Regions from separate parts of the Mus musculus genome. Here all the other regions are linked to region 3. Evidence: chromatin contacts called from public promoter capture Hi-C data. All regions are on one chromosome and are shown on one strand. Each heading gives the region's core, a stretch centred on a gene start, on an enhancer-like site or on the middle of the called end of the contact. The rest is flanking DNA. Distances are from core to core; before and after follow the strand shown. Region 1 holds the start of Xist (inactive X specific transcripts). Region 2 holds the start of Cysltr1 (cysteinyl leukotriene receptor 1). Region 3 holds the start of Magee1 (melanoma antigen, family E, 1). Region 4 holds the start of Taf9b (TATA-box binding protein associated factor 9B).

What was found. Promoter capture Hi-C pulls out the DNA fragments that hold promoters and counts their contacts.
Region 1: a promoter capture Hi-C map of hippocampal neurons shows a contact between it and region 3, with 5 times the contacts expected there. The contact joins the promoter of Xist here to the promoter of Magee1 in region 3. A contact is called at or near these places in 3 of 39 promoter capture datasets (cranial neural crest, hippocampal neurons and pre-B cells), 1 of 484 Hi-C or Micro-C datasets (B cells) and 2 of 115 datasets of contacts at active chromatin or transcription factors (astrocytes and thymic regulatory T cells).
Region 2: a promoter capture Hi-C map of embryonic stem cells shows a contact between it and region 3, with 5 times the contacts expected there. The contact joins the promoter of Cysltr1 here to the promoter of Magee1 in region 3.
Region 4: a promoter capture Hi-C map of embryonic stem cells shows a contact between it and region 3, with 9 times the contacts expected there. The contact joins the promoter of Taf9b here to the promoter of Magee1 in region 3. A contact is called at or near these places in 2 of 39 promoter capture datasets (embryonic stem cells and erythroid cells), 2 of 484 Hi-C or Micro-C datasets (cerebellum and uterus), 1 of 115 datasets of contacts at active chromatin or transcription factors (astrocytes) and 2 of 9 other capture datasets (liver and macrophages).

Annotation. Positions count from the first base shown.
Region 1 is chrX:103,481,967-103,485,270 of GRCm38.p6, reverse strand. It overlaps Xist (inactive X specific transcripts), which reads left to right and starts at 2,038. Exons shown (of 8, transcript NR_001570.2): 1 at 2,038-3,304. It also overlaps Tsix and the pseudogene Gm14861.
Region 2 is chrX:106,602,353-106,605,767 of GRCm38.p6, reverse strand. Cysltr1 (cysteinyl leukotriene receptor 1) reads left to right here and starts at 2,089. Exons shown (of 4, transcript NM_021476.5): 1 at 2,089-2,533. The region is part of intron 1 of Gm5127 (predicted gene 5127); the gene reads right to left.
Region 3 is chrX:105,118,970-105,122,549 of GRCm38.p6, reverse strand. It overlaps Magee1 (melanoma antigen, family E, 1), which reads right to left and starts at 2,172. Exons shown (of 1, transcript NM_053201.4): 1 at 1-2,172. The coding sequence starts at 1,939.
Region 4 is chrX:106,218,383-106,221,638 of GRCm38.p6, reverse strand. It overlaps Taf9b (TATA-box binding protein associated factor 9B), which reads left to right and starts at 1,797. Exons shown (of 7, transcript NM_001001176.2): 1 at 1,797-2,060; 2 at 2,662-2,743; 3 at 3,193-3,256. The coding sequence starts at 2,010.

The DNA.
Region 1 (3,304 bases), core at 789-3,288, 1.6 Mb after region 3:
CATCATCATCTTGTTCTTCCTTCTTCTCCTCTTTGAATTTGCATGGAGAATTCCTCAAGATTACTATTTTACCCCAGGTGCATTTTTAATCTTAATGTTAAGAATATGCAATGAGGCAGGCAGTGGTGGCACACACCTTTAATCCCAGCACTTGGGAGGTGGAGGCAGGTGGATTTCTAACTTCGAGGCCAGCCTGGTCTACAGAGTGAGTTCCAGGACATCTGGGGCTATACAGAGAAAACCTGCCTTGAAAAACAAAACAAACAAACAAACAAAGAATATGCAATAAATTACCTAGTTAAGTGTACAGGAATGGAGGTGTTTTTTAGAAAAATATTTATTTAATGTGAGTACACTGTCGGTCACTGTTCAGATACATCAGAAGAGGTTAGATATCGGATCCCACTACAGATGACTGTGAGCCACTACGAAGTTGTTGAGAATTGAACTCAGGCCCTCTGGAAGAGCAGTCAGCACTCCTAACCACTGAGCTATCTCTCCAGCCCAGGAACTGAGTTTTAGCACATATCCCTTCATGCTTTCTTGTGATAAGACTAAAAAGTGTCCCCGAAACCTGACATACCTTGATGTACACGGTGTGAGAAAGAATGATGAGGTTTGCAAGAATTGGGACTAAGTAAAACACAGAGACTAAATTTAACTCTTTAATTTGATGATTCTCTCTAGCATCCCCACAAAAATGATACACTGGCTTGCATAATCTGTGACCAGTACCTCGCAAGTTCTAAATTCTCTTTGTACAGCTCATTTAGAAGTTCTCGTTTATACAAAGCCATATCCATCGTGGAGCCAGGTGCTCTTAGCTGTGAAGAGCCCTTCCTTGGGTCTTTTTTCCCTAATATGTCCTATGTGACTTCTCACTGGTGATGCTTTTGGTGTGCTTGTTACTCTGATCCTGATCGCTCTGTCAACTAAAGTTAGACAAAGTAACCTTTACTTCTCAATTCAGATAGGAATCCTTTTGCACTCCAAGTTTGGCTTCAGATGCCTTGGAAAGATTCATGCTGCCACCTGCTGGTTTATTCAGTCTGTGTGCATCATTTATTTACTTGTTAATTTGTTTTTCTTTTGTTGAAACAGTTTATTTTGTAGCAGATATTTTTCCATCCCTACCTGAACCACCTCAATAGTAAGATTAGTGAATTGCTGGCACTTTGATCGTCCATAAGCAAACCAATTTTGTGTCCTTTATTATTCATGGGACGCCTAAAGGGAACTTAGAACAGACTGTGAATTATTTGTCAGCGTGAATCAACGAGACAACAATATCCTTTGATTTTCTAATACCCAGGGTGTCTGATCTCTTTCATGTGGATATTCATAGTTTGACAGTTAACAAAATTTGACAGTTCTTTTAAGTTAGCAGTGTCTCTGGGGCGAGTAAGATACCAATGAGCTATTATTCCCTCAGGCTTTGCTTTGGCATTTAGGAATTATTTTTCATTACTGCTAGCGAGTAACGTACTTCAGTGCGTTTTTGTCCCAAGGTATGGAGTCACCAGGTTCCCAGAGAAAGACTAAGATGCCAATGACCCAAAACTATGAGCGTAAGCCCACCAAATCGGTCACAACTAATACTCTGATAATTTAGGAACCAAGGAGCCATTTTGTGAGGCATTTCTACCCTTTCCTCTCCTCATCTGAGGTCGCCAACTAATGCAGAAGAACTTCTAGTGTCCAAGACGCGGAGCGATACATGGTTTGTCCAAGTAGAAGATATATTGAAATTTTGCATAGACAGGTGTGTGACCTAATGTACATTATTTAATGTTTATGTGGAAGTTCTACATAAACGTTTTTAGCTGTAAAATAGGATAATCCTTCATTATCGCGCAAAATAATGAAATTCACGCGTCATGTCACTGAGCTTACGTACCTCCATCTTTATTCATTTTAATTTTTTTATAATATAGTTAGACCTAAAGGTCCAATAAGATGTCAGAATTGCAATCTTTGTGGCCACTCCTCTTCTGGTCTCTCCGCCTTCAGCGCCGCGGATCAGTTAAAGGCGTGCAACGGCTTGCTCCAGCCATGTTTGCTCGTTTCCCGTGGATGTGCGGTTCTTCCGTGGTTTCTCTCCATCTAAGGAGCTTTGGGGGAACATTTTTAGTTCCCCTACCACCAAGCCTTATGGCTTATTTAAGAAAACATATCAAAATTCCACGAGATTTTTGACGTTTTGATATGTTCTGGTAAGATTTTTTTTTTGACATGTCCTCCATACTTTTTGATATTTGTAATATTTTCAGTCAATTTTTCATTTTTAAGGAATATTTCTTTGTTGTGCCTTTTGGTTGATACTTGTGTGTGTATGGTGGACTTACCTTTCTTTCATTGTTTATATATTCTTGCCCATCGGGGCCACGGATACCTGTGTGTCCTCCCCGCCATTCCATGCCCAACGGGGTTTTGGATACTTACCTGCCTTTTCATTCTTTTTTTTTCTTATTATTTTTTTTTCTAAACTTGCCCATCTGGGCTGTGGATACCTGCTTTTATTCTTTTTTTCTTCTCCTTAGCCCATCGGGGCCATGGATACCTGCTTTTTGTAAAAAAAAAAAAAAAAACAAAAAAACCTTTCTCGGTCCATCGGGACCTCGGATACCTGCGTTTAGTCTTTTTTTCCCATGCCCAACGGGGCCTCGGATACCTGCTGTTATTATTTTTTTTTCTTTTTCTTTTGCCCATCGGGGCTGTGGATACCTGCTTTAAATTTTTTTTTTCACGGCCCAACGGGGCGCTTGGTGGATGGAAATATGGTTTTGTGAGTTATTGCACTACCTGGAATATCTATGCCTCTTATTTGCGTGTACTGTTGCTGCTGATCGTTTGGTGCTGTGTGAGTGAACCTATGGCTTAGAAAAACGACTTTGCTCTTAAACTGAGTGGGTGTTCAGGGCGTGGAGAGCCCGCGTCCGCCATTATGGCTTCTGCGTGATACGGCTATTCTCGAGCCAGTTACGCCAAGAATTAGGACACCGAGGAGCACAGCGGACTGGATAAAAGCAACCAATTGCGCTGCGCTAGCTAAAGGCTTTCTTTATATGTGCGGGGTTGCGGGATTCGCCTTGATTTGTGGTAGCATTTGCGGGGTTGTGCTAGCCGGAAGTAGAAAGCCAAGGAGTGCTCGTATTAGTGTGCGGTGTTGCGCGGAAGCCGCAGAGGACTAGGGGATAGGGCTCAGCGTGGGTGTGGGGATTGGGCAGGGTGTGTGTGCATATGGACCCCTGGCGCGGTCCCCCGTGGCTTTAAGGGCTGCTCAGAAGTCTATAAAATGGCGGCT
Region 2 (3,415 bases), core at 840-3,339, 1.5 Mb before region 3:
TCTTTCTTTGTTTCTTTTTTTCTCAATTGTTATTTTGTTTGTCTGTTTGATCCTGGCTTTTGTATTTGCCTGCATGTTTTCTTAAGAGAGAGAAAGAAGCAATAGAGTGGGAGATACAGGGAGTAGGAGAAGATTTGGGAGATTAGGAAAGAGAAAACTGTTATCAGAATATATTGCATGAAAACAACTTTATTTACAATTAAAAAAGAAAATGATAAAAAGTAAACCTACAAAAGACAGTTTAGCCGAAATACATCTTGTGAGAGCTTCTTCTGTGGTCTACGTTCTTATCTGCAGTATGAGAAAGCTGAACAGTATTACTTATTAAACAATCTAAACAAAGCAATGGGATAACACCTGGAGAAAGCAATAATAAAACAGGAATGTCATATCCATTTCAGCTAAAATTAAATTTTAAACAAGATCATTTTCCAGGCCCCTTCAGCTCTGCATCTGTATACTCTCCATAGAAGATCTTTTGGCCTAGAGTGGGTATGTGAATACTACATGACTGAAAACCCCTTAACTTTCTACCTAGTGGTGTTTTACTAACACAGATTCATCATCTAATATATATGTGAAGACCCATTTTCCAGCGCTCTCCTTACTTGATCTTCTCTACCACACTTTTTAAAATGTCAGAACTGAAAAGCATCTAGGAAAGTGAGGAGAGGGAAGCAGGGAGGTAACAGTAGAGAGGTGTCAGTCTACCCTGTTAACATCTTCTGAAAATGTAAGGCGATAGCTGCAACGAAACTGGATGGAGAAGAAAGGATGGCGAGAGAAGGAAAGGAGAAATGGAATGCAGTCAGTTCCAGAAAACACAGTAAGATTGGAGCAGCTAATAGAAAGTGAAGCCCTGTCAGAGCTGATGGAAAGCCTGTTCTTCCCATCACTCAGGAACAGAGACACAACTAAAGAAATAAAGAAGTCAGAGGGGGGGGGCACCCCCTCGATGCTACACCAACAGTGGTGCTATCTTTTCTTTTTTTTAAGATTTATTTATTATTTATTATATGTAAGTACACTGTAGCTGTCTTCAGACACACCAGAAGAGGGCATCAGATCTCATTACAGATGGTTGTGAGCCACCATGTGGTTGCTGGGATTTGAACTCTGGACCTTTGGAAGAGCAGTCGGGTGCTCTTACCCACTGAGCCATCTCACCAGCCCCAAGTGGTGCTATCTTAAAGCACTTTTCTTCAGTATCTAAAAAAAAATACCCCTTCTGCCATAACTCAAACTCCTTGAAAACAACACATACTGGAGGGGAAGTAAAACTTTATACTCTGTATCTCTTATAAACTCAATTCCATTGAATAAATACTGGCTAAAATAGCAATAAAATTCCCAAGATAGGATTAAAGTCTGCTCTTGAATCCAAATGTTTGCTTCCCTTTTAAATGTTCTTGGACGACCTTTTCTCCCAAGCATCATCATTACCACTGCATCCAAGGATTCCGTGGAAGAGGATAAAGAGTGACTGTAAAGTCATTAGGCTGCCTAAAGATGGAAAATTTGAGAAATTTCTTTCTTGTAGCCCATAACTGGCCAGAAAGCCACTGTTATAAGGACATTTACAAGTCCTTCCAACTAGTTATTAATAATAAGGCTACGTTTACACAATGTGTGTGTGTGTGTGTGTGTGTGTGTGTGTGTGTATCCCAACACAGGACTTTCATAGTAAAATTCAAAGTAGTTCATTCACCCAGTTTACTTCAAAATCTTATCAATTTGTCTTCAACATCAAATCACACCTCAGGTTCTAATTAGCACACTCTAGATTGGCATGTCCTTTTCCTCCTAGGATATGAGACAATCAAAAAGAAAAATGCTTTTCAAAATTCTTATAGAATCACAAATTTCATGAAGGAGGGGGACACACACACATACAGCCTGTGAAGGAGAGAGGATATATGGAAGGAGAGAGGTAAAGAGGAAGTATATCTTAAGATCAAGTTTCACATAATGCCAGATATATTAGCATATACTGGTAGGATTATCTTTTCCCCGCCTACAAATAGCCTAAGCACCCTCCAGTCATAAAAATCAGAGAGAAGTAAGCTGAACAGCAGACACTCCTCCTTACTTCCCACCTCAGAGCAGCTGCATGACTTCCTGAGGATTCTATTGCAGTAGCCAGAGATAAACACTCATTTGTGCATATTACGTGCAAGTCTCCAGTTTCTATTCTTCTTCCCTCTCCGCTCTTTCCCTTCCCCCACTTTAAACCAGGGAAGCCAAACTCTGGCGGGGTTGAAGCGGCTTGAGAAGTACTAAGAAACAGGAAGAAGAGTCGAGGTCTATTGGCTAGCAAATGTGCCATGGCCTGACCTCTCTCCTCTGGAAAAGAAACATTCCTAAAGAGCAGGAGCCCTGTGAATGGAGTGGACCATCCCGAATATCCAGACTTATTTGCAGCTCACCATCCAGGGTTAGCTCACCAGGAGACTAGCAGGTTGGAATTTCTGAAGATTTGGATCTTGCTTCAGGGAGCAAAAGGACCTTAAACTGTGAAGCTTGGAATCAGCAGGTAAGAAAATTGGGTTGGTTGGAGCAAAGTTGAACTGATGGCAGATTCTACCAAATGCCTCAGAGATTGTGGATAACTGCCCTGCCTTATCTGCCTTGAATTAAGCTGCTAATCTGAACATCTGCATTCTTTCGGCTTTGGTTCTTGGCCAGAGCTCTGATCGTCTAATCAGCCTGTCAGCAAGTGTAGCTCACTGCCTCTGTTGCACGCTCAAAATGGCAAACTGTTGAGGTGGCATTCCTCAAGCCTCCAGCACCTTTACGACTCAGCCAGAAGTGCAAAATCGGCCTCAAGCTCCCATCTTAAGGCTACCCTGGAGCTTCTGTAATGCAGATTTAAATGTGGAAAGAATGTGTTCAGCGGCTGCTGCTGCACGTAAACCAACCAGTTGGGGGCTGACCTAGACTTTTCACGAGGCACTTTCATGCTTTGTTTTCTTCTTACTTAATTCACTTTACATCCTGCTCAAAGTTTCACACTTTTCACCTTCTTTGCATCCTATAATTGAGACAGGATGTCCCTCTTTCCCCCACTCCTTCATTCTCATCATAGTTCTCATTCTACCCTCCCCCAGGCCCCTCTCTTAGGTAAAGAGAAAAGTGACTCAGACAGGTTAAGGAATTTCCTTGCAACACACCACGCTGCTAGAAACTGGCCATTTGACTCAAGACTACAGAAAGAAAGCCCTATCAACTTACAGACAACTAGTAGAAATACCTATGACCTACTTTGTAACTTAGGGCTAAACTCACTAGGTTAACATTAGACTAAGAAGTCATACAATTTAATCAACCACATGGGACAAGAACGTTTTTTTGTCTTCTTAGCTATTTTCAATGGTATGCAAATAGACTGGCAGGCACTACCTTTTTAAATTCAGTG
Region 3 (3,580 bases), core at 923-3,422:
CTTTGTTATAGATCTTAGCCATGAACTTCAGAATTTTCATCTTGGTGGTTTCTGCGCGGGATCGTGGGCCCCAGTAAAACTCATACTCGACTGGCACACAGTCAGTTAGTGGCCTATAGTCCAAGTAACGCTGCCACACAAACTCTACAGACAGAAGTCTCTTCACGTTCCCAAAAACAGAAAGCCTTCTTTCACGCTGCACTCCGAATCTCCAGAGCATCTCCCAGATATCAGCTTCTCTCGCTTGGTTGCCATTTAGTAATATGTGTCCCAGAATCATCATCAAGAGGCCCATCTTTGGCCCATTTGGGACGTCTTCTAACCCTTCAAAGGGCACTGGTCCCAGTTTGTTGAGCAGGATGTAGATGTGCTCCTCAGTGTCGAGCTCCTTCAGTTCAAACCGAAAAATGCACTCCAGGTGGACTGCTGCTCGTCTGAGGATCTCCGGGAACTGGTGGCGATAGTCTTTGTCAATGAATTCCCTCATATCAGATTCCTTGATAGGGTACTTGGTCTGATCCTTCAGCAGCAGAAACTGCAACAATTCTGCTACGTTTTGCTCCATGGGATCCTGAGGCTTCAAGGTAAGAGCAACGCGGGAGGTGCCCAGGCCCATAATGGTGATGGAGTTGGAATTCTTACTGTCTCTCAGGACCTGGAAATCCAGGAAGCGGTCTTCACGCTTTGGGCGTACAGATGGATCCTTGGCCTTTTGCAGAGCACGGGAGGTGCTCTTGTTCCTGCGCTCAGAAGCACAGCAGCTCAGTGCTTCCTCGGGGTTATTAGCTTCAGTGGGCATCCCAGAAGCGCTAGGGCCCTCGGCAGCTAGGGACATCTGCGAGGTGCTCGACCCCTCCCCCAGGCAGTGCAGCTCCGAGGTGCTCCGGCCCTCCCCGCAGGGAAGCAGCTCACAGGATCCCTCCGCAGCGCATGGCGCCAGCGAGCTGCAGAAGCCCTCAGCAGAAATGGATGACAGGGACGAGCTCAGGCCCTCGGCTGAGGTGCTCGGGCTCTCACAAGCAGCTGATGGCACCGAGGTGCGCAGTCCCTTTTTGGAGGTGGGCGGCACGTTGACGTTACATCCCTCCATTATGATGGGCGACACCCAGGAGCTCTGGATCTCACCGGAGGGGGGCGACATGGAGGCGAACAGTCCCTCAGCGGAGGGGGGCGGCGCAAAGATGTCGGGTTCCTCCAAAGCGGAGAACAGCATAGAGATGCTCAGGCCCTCACCGAAGGTGGGCGGCAGGTTGATGCCCAGTCCATTAGAGTCAGTGGGCGGCACCGAAGTGCTTGGGTCCTCACTAACGGAGTAGGGCTCGTTGATACCCGGTCCCTCCGAGATGTTGGGCGACATAAAGATGCTCAAGCCCTCATCAGAAATGCCCGATTCCTCAGAGAAGGTGGGCGGCACCGAGATTCCCGGGCCCTCACCCAGGGTGGGCTCCATGTTAGGGCCCCCATCAGAGTGACGCTGCTCAGAGATGGCCAGCCCTTCTGAGACAGGGAGATGCTCATAGGCCTTTGAGCCTTTAGGAGCAGTGGGCGGCACAGGGCTATTCGGGCCCTCCGAGGCGGTGATTGACATAGCGGTGTTCAGCCCTGCGGAAACTGCAGGAGGCCGGGAGGCGCCCCGACCCTTCCTGGAGGTGGGCATCTCGGAGGTGTTCGGCCCCTGGGAAATGATGAACTGCCTAGGGGCGCTTGAGCCCTCTGAGGCGGTGGGCGGCACAGAGGCGCTTGGGCCCTCCCGGGGGGTGGGCAGCATGGAGGTGCCAGGGCCCTCAGAGGCGCGGAGGCCCTGGAGGATCTTAGGATCGTTGCGATCCCGAGGGACGTCTGGGCCTGGCACAGCAGCAGGGTGACCCTTCCCGTTGTTTCTGCGCGCATTGGCCCTTCCACCGCGGCGGCGGCGCGAATTCTGGCTTACCAGCGACATGGTCCTGTCGACCGACGTGTGGAAGCTGACACTGACAGGCCCGCGATCTCACAGACGAGGGGGAGAGGTATGTAGGCGCCTCTGCACGGAACTGCCGCTAGAGCAGGAATGCTGCTGCTGCCAGGCCCGAGCAAGTCGCAGGAGCAGAAATTAGAGGTGGTGGGCAAGAACGAAGGTTCTAGCCGACTGTGAACGCTAGTCTCAGAATGCTCGCCTCTCACACCCCGCCTTCTGCCGCAGTCCGCGCAGGCGCAGTTGGGCTCTGCGACAAGGCGACCCCGCCCAACCCAGCCTCTCCCGTGGGTTTGCGAAAGTGGACCTGGTGATTCTGCACCAAAACTGCGCAATGGCAGGAGGGAGGCTTTGATAGGAGACAAGGAGCTTGGAGCAGATGGGTAAATGGAGGTAATACTAGCTATTTCTCAAGAGTCAGGGTACCTACTAGAAGGTTTCTACCCAAGTGTCAGGTACTTGATAGATTTTCAAAATTGCATCCTAAGGATGCATTGGGGAAAATGTGCGTGGCGCATGGAAGGGTGCAGCTTTCATCCCCTCCCTTGTCTCCTCTGTCATTTTCTCTATCGAAACCTCTAATACCTCTCAAATTACTGCCCCTTCTCCAAAGGGCTGGGATTTAGTTCTACTTAGGAAACCTGTAGCTAGCTAGAAATTTTCACTGCACAGTCCCAACCCTTACCAATGTAGAAAAATGTAATCTCTTTTGTGGAGTCCTTCAATAGTGCTATTCCAACCACACCCAAAATTAATTATCCTAGGACAGTTAGTTAGCACCATGGGGTCTGTTAGAAAAACTCACTGTCAGGTTTTGAAAACTGCAATTAGCATGGTTTATGGAGGCAAGTCTCTGGGAAGGTTTCTATTAGTTACTAAAGAGCTACTGGAATATGAGCCAGCTAAAGCACAGGAAGCTGTCCAGAATTAGAAGGATAATGGATAGAAGGAAACATTTGGTTTCCTTATAGGGCCTCATGGTTACCTATGCTGCCAGTATTCTGCATGTTTCTGTGAAGTTAATCTTGTGTAGCTTTGTGCAGTACCAACTGGTTTTAACAGAATCAATCATATGGTGTCATATTCCAACAATATTTTATGTTATCCACATTGCATTCAGCACATGGGTCCACAAAATCGACTATGGGCCTATTACAGCATTACCTAAATATGTGCATATGATTAGCCTCTGAATCTTGGCTAATGTCTATGGTTAGGAGAACAGGCTCATTTTCATAAGTGAAACTTGTGGAGGAGCTTTCCCAAAGATTCTGCTACAGTCTATTAAAATCAAGCTGGTGAGAAGCAAGCCCAGAATGCAGTTAAAAATGCCATGCTATATTCTGCTGCAGCAGAAGACACGTGTACATTTGGGGAGTTGAGTGTTCCTTCTTGTTCACATTAGTGTGCATGAGAGTTCATGTTTCCTAATGACTGTCAAGCACACACAAAGAAGGGGCTCTTCCATGTGCCTGCACTAGAATTAAAAGAGATCACAATTTAAATAAAGTTGTTAATTTAATAGCTGCACACAAAATTATACCATGTACAATAGAACAGTCACATATGGAACACTCAGGGGTGGTCACATTATTTAAAAAATAAACACTAACTATCATACATTTGGCT
Region 4 (3,256 bases), core at 548-3,047, 1.1 Mb before region 3:
TGCGTGGGGGCAAATAACTGTTATTTTACCAACAAATGGTCCCAAGGCACAAGATAAGTAATTCTGGACATTTGGATACAGCAAAGTAAAATAACTTACTTTGGGAAAGACGATAGAAACAAGATACTCTCATATTTTGCATAGACAAGTTTTAAGTCAAAACTGTAGGAATTAAACGGCGCTTTTTCTTTTCTTTTTAATTGTTATATACTAGGTACAAACTACTCATTTATTAGTTTCTACTTGCTTTGAAAAGGTAATCGTTGGTTTTGAACACTGGTCAGCTGGCTTACGAGTGGGGAAAAGACGCTACGGGCGGGACAAGGAAGAGCTAGGGAGCAGGGCGAGGGGGGGCTGCGAGGGCGGGGGAGCAGGGCGCGTGGCTCAGGGCACGTGGGGCGGGGGGCTGCGAGGGGGGAGCAGGGGGCGGGGCTCGGGGTGCGTGGGGCGGGGCTTGGGAGCCGTCAGCGTGGGTTCCGCAAGAGCATCAAAGTTCAAGATGGCTGACCAGGAGTCGGATGCGTTTGACCAGATTGTCGAGGAGGAGTCGTCCTCGGATGAGGTAAACTGCCCTACCTAAACTGAAGGGTTCGCTAAGCCCCGAAATGTTAAATCTGTGAGAGGTACTCCTGGAGAATTTTAAGTAAAACAGTCTTTGTTATAACTACGAGGCCCATTCAGTTGTGAGGACGTGAAAGGGCCTCATTTGGTAGGCCTAATTCTCTAATCTTCGTAAGCGGTCGGCGGAAAGATGCTACTATCAACGCTCTAGAGCTAGGTACCAACGAGATGGGATGTAATTTTGTGAAGTTACCCTGATAGGACTTGTCGCTAATTAATGGGCCTGGTTGTGTCTGATCCAGGTGTCCTGGCAACCTTTTCGAAGGCGGAAGAGAACAGGGCTGTTGAGAAACGTAGGAACGGGATTCTCGGACTCGTTTTAAACCAGAGACTGTTAACTTCGTAATTCTAAGGGTAGGGGAAGTAGAAGCCATGGCGTGAACCTCGTGAACCTCGGGGTACTCACGCCCAGGGGCATTTGTGGAATTCAGAGGTCATCAGACTTGTCATGCCGGAAGAGCGTTTAACCGCTCGAAACCTCTCTTAGCCGGTCCCTATTCTGAAAATATATATATATATATGGGAGTGGGCAATCTGGGAGACAAAAAAGAGTCCAGTTTCCACCCTAGAGGCTGGAGCCCCTCAGACCGTGAGGACGTAGGGAAGCCGGTGCTTTTGTAGGCTAGACCAAATCCCCACGTGTGAAGAACCGGATCTACTGCAGTGGCTTTCCCCCTTCGAGATGCTTTCATGCAGTTCCTCAGCTTGTGGTGAGCCCCCAACCATAAAAGTATTTTTGTTCCTACTTTATCATTGTAATTTTCTTGCTGTTATGAGTTGTAATGTAAACAGCGTATGCGACCCCAGTGCAAGGGTGGTTCGACCCCGAAGGAGTCGCAACCCGCAGGTCGAAAACCTCTGGTCTATTGGGTAGGGTTCCCAGATTTGAAAAAGATTTCCTAATGCCCACTTAAATTTGGATGTCAGCTAAGGAGCAACTAATTTTGCAGTATCAACATGGCCTGTGTGCCGAGGTGGTGATACACATTCGTTGTTAATGTGATATTCAAATGGAACGGGCTGTCGCGTTTGCCAGAACCATGTTCACCCAGCGGCCGAGTGGAGGAAGGGCCTCTGAGGGAATTCCAGGAAACTCCGAGGACCAGTGGGCATTAAGTGGGAGTGAGGATGGTCGGAGGGGAGCTGGCGCTGCATGGCGCAGAGTCGCTGAGCATCGCTAGGGCGACTTCCTCCGCACCTCTCCACCTCCGAACCTGCATGGGCCCCGGGTAGCCAAGTCCACACAGGTGGGGGCTGGCGGCTGGGAAGCAGCCCCGGCCGGGGAGCTGCGTGCTAGGACCGCCTTCCATCCCCCACAGGGGTGGAGCCAGACCGAGGTGGAAACCGCCTGCAGCTCTATCTCCGAGGTTGAGGAGCCGCAAGAGAAAATGGAGCCGGCCAAGATGGCGCCTATCAAGAACGCTCCGAGAGATGCCTTGGTAAGCGCGCGCGGGGAGCAGGGCCCGGCGCACTCCGTAGCATTGGGACCTGTGAGACAGGCCAGCCCGAGCGCTTGCCGGGGGAGCCCGAGCGCCTGGCGGGGATCGCGCGCCGTTTGCAGCCGGTAGACGTGGCTGGGAAAGGGCAGTGGAGTCCCCCTGTCCCTGGGGCTCCGTCCTTGCTCCTGGGGAGCCCCTCCAAAGGGCTGCCGCGGGGCTTTGTCTCGCTGGCCCGAGGCCACCCCCACCCACAAGTCCGCAGCCTCCTCGCTTCACGAGGATTCCCTGACTGCGACATGGGTTCTGATGCTAGTAGCTTCCCTCGCTGACAGATCCGAAAATGACAGCCAGCTGGACCCACCCCTACCTCTGCCTGGAAAGCCGGTAAAGGCCATTCTTGTGCCTTTGCTCCCACCCTTGCTAAAAGTTTTCAGCAAGAACATATGCCTGATTTTGTGTGATCACTGATAGGCAAACACTGGGAGAGGCACAAGGAGGAACGGTTTGCTGCATATAAAAATATGCCTTCCATCCAGCCTTGATTTCTTTCACTTAACATCGCGCATTCCGTCTGGCATTTTGTCTTTCTTTGAATCCACAGGTGATGGCACAGATCCTGAAGGATATGGGAATCACAGAGTATGAGCCAAGGGTTATAAATCAAATGTTGGAATTTGCTTTCCGTAAGTTAAATAAGTGAATACACCCAAAACCTGACCTCATGAATTAGAGAAGCTCGTTTGCTATAACACTTTAAACCAAAAGCAGTTGTTACTAATCTAGAGATGAGTAAAGCACTAAAAAGGAGCGCAAGTTAAGGGGTTGTAGTATTTAGATATGGCATGTCCGCATAAGTAAAGTATGCGAATAGGACAATTAGCGATTAAAACCAAAATTCATAAAGGTTCCAGAAATTAGCGGAACCTTTAAAAACCAGGGAGCATAAATAGTAAGGTGCTTTTAGGTTAGTCTTGGTTATGCATACTGTAATCTAGCCCTTGAGAAGGAGAGGCAAGAGGATCGGAAGTTCCAAGGGATCCCTTGGCGATATAGTGAGGCCGGTATGGGCTAGTTAAGATCCTGCCTTGAAATCTCTTCATTCGTTTAAGAAAAAATTATTTTGCTCTTAAAGGATATGTGACTACAATTCTGGACGATGCAAAGATTTATTCGAGTCATGCTAAGAAACCCACTGT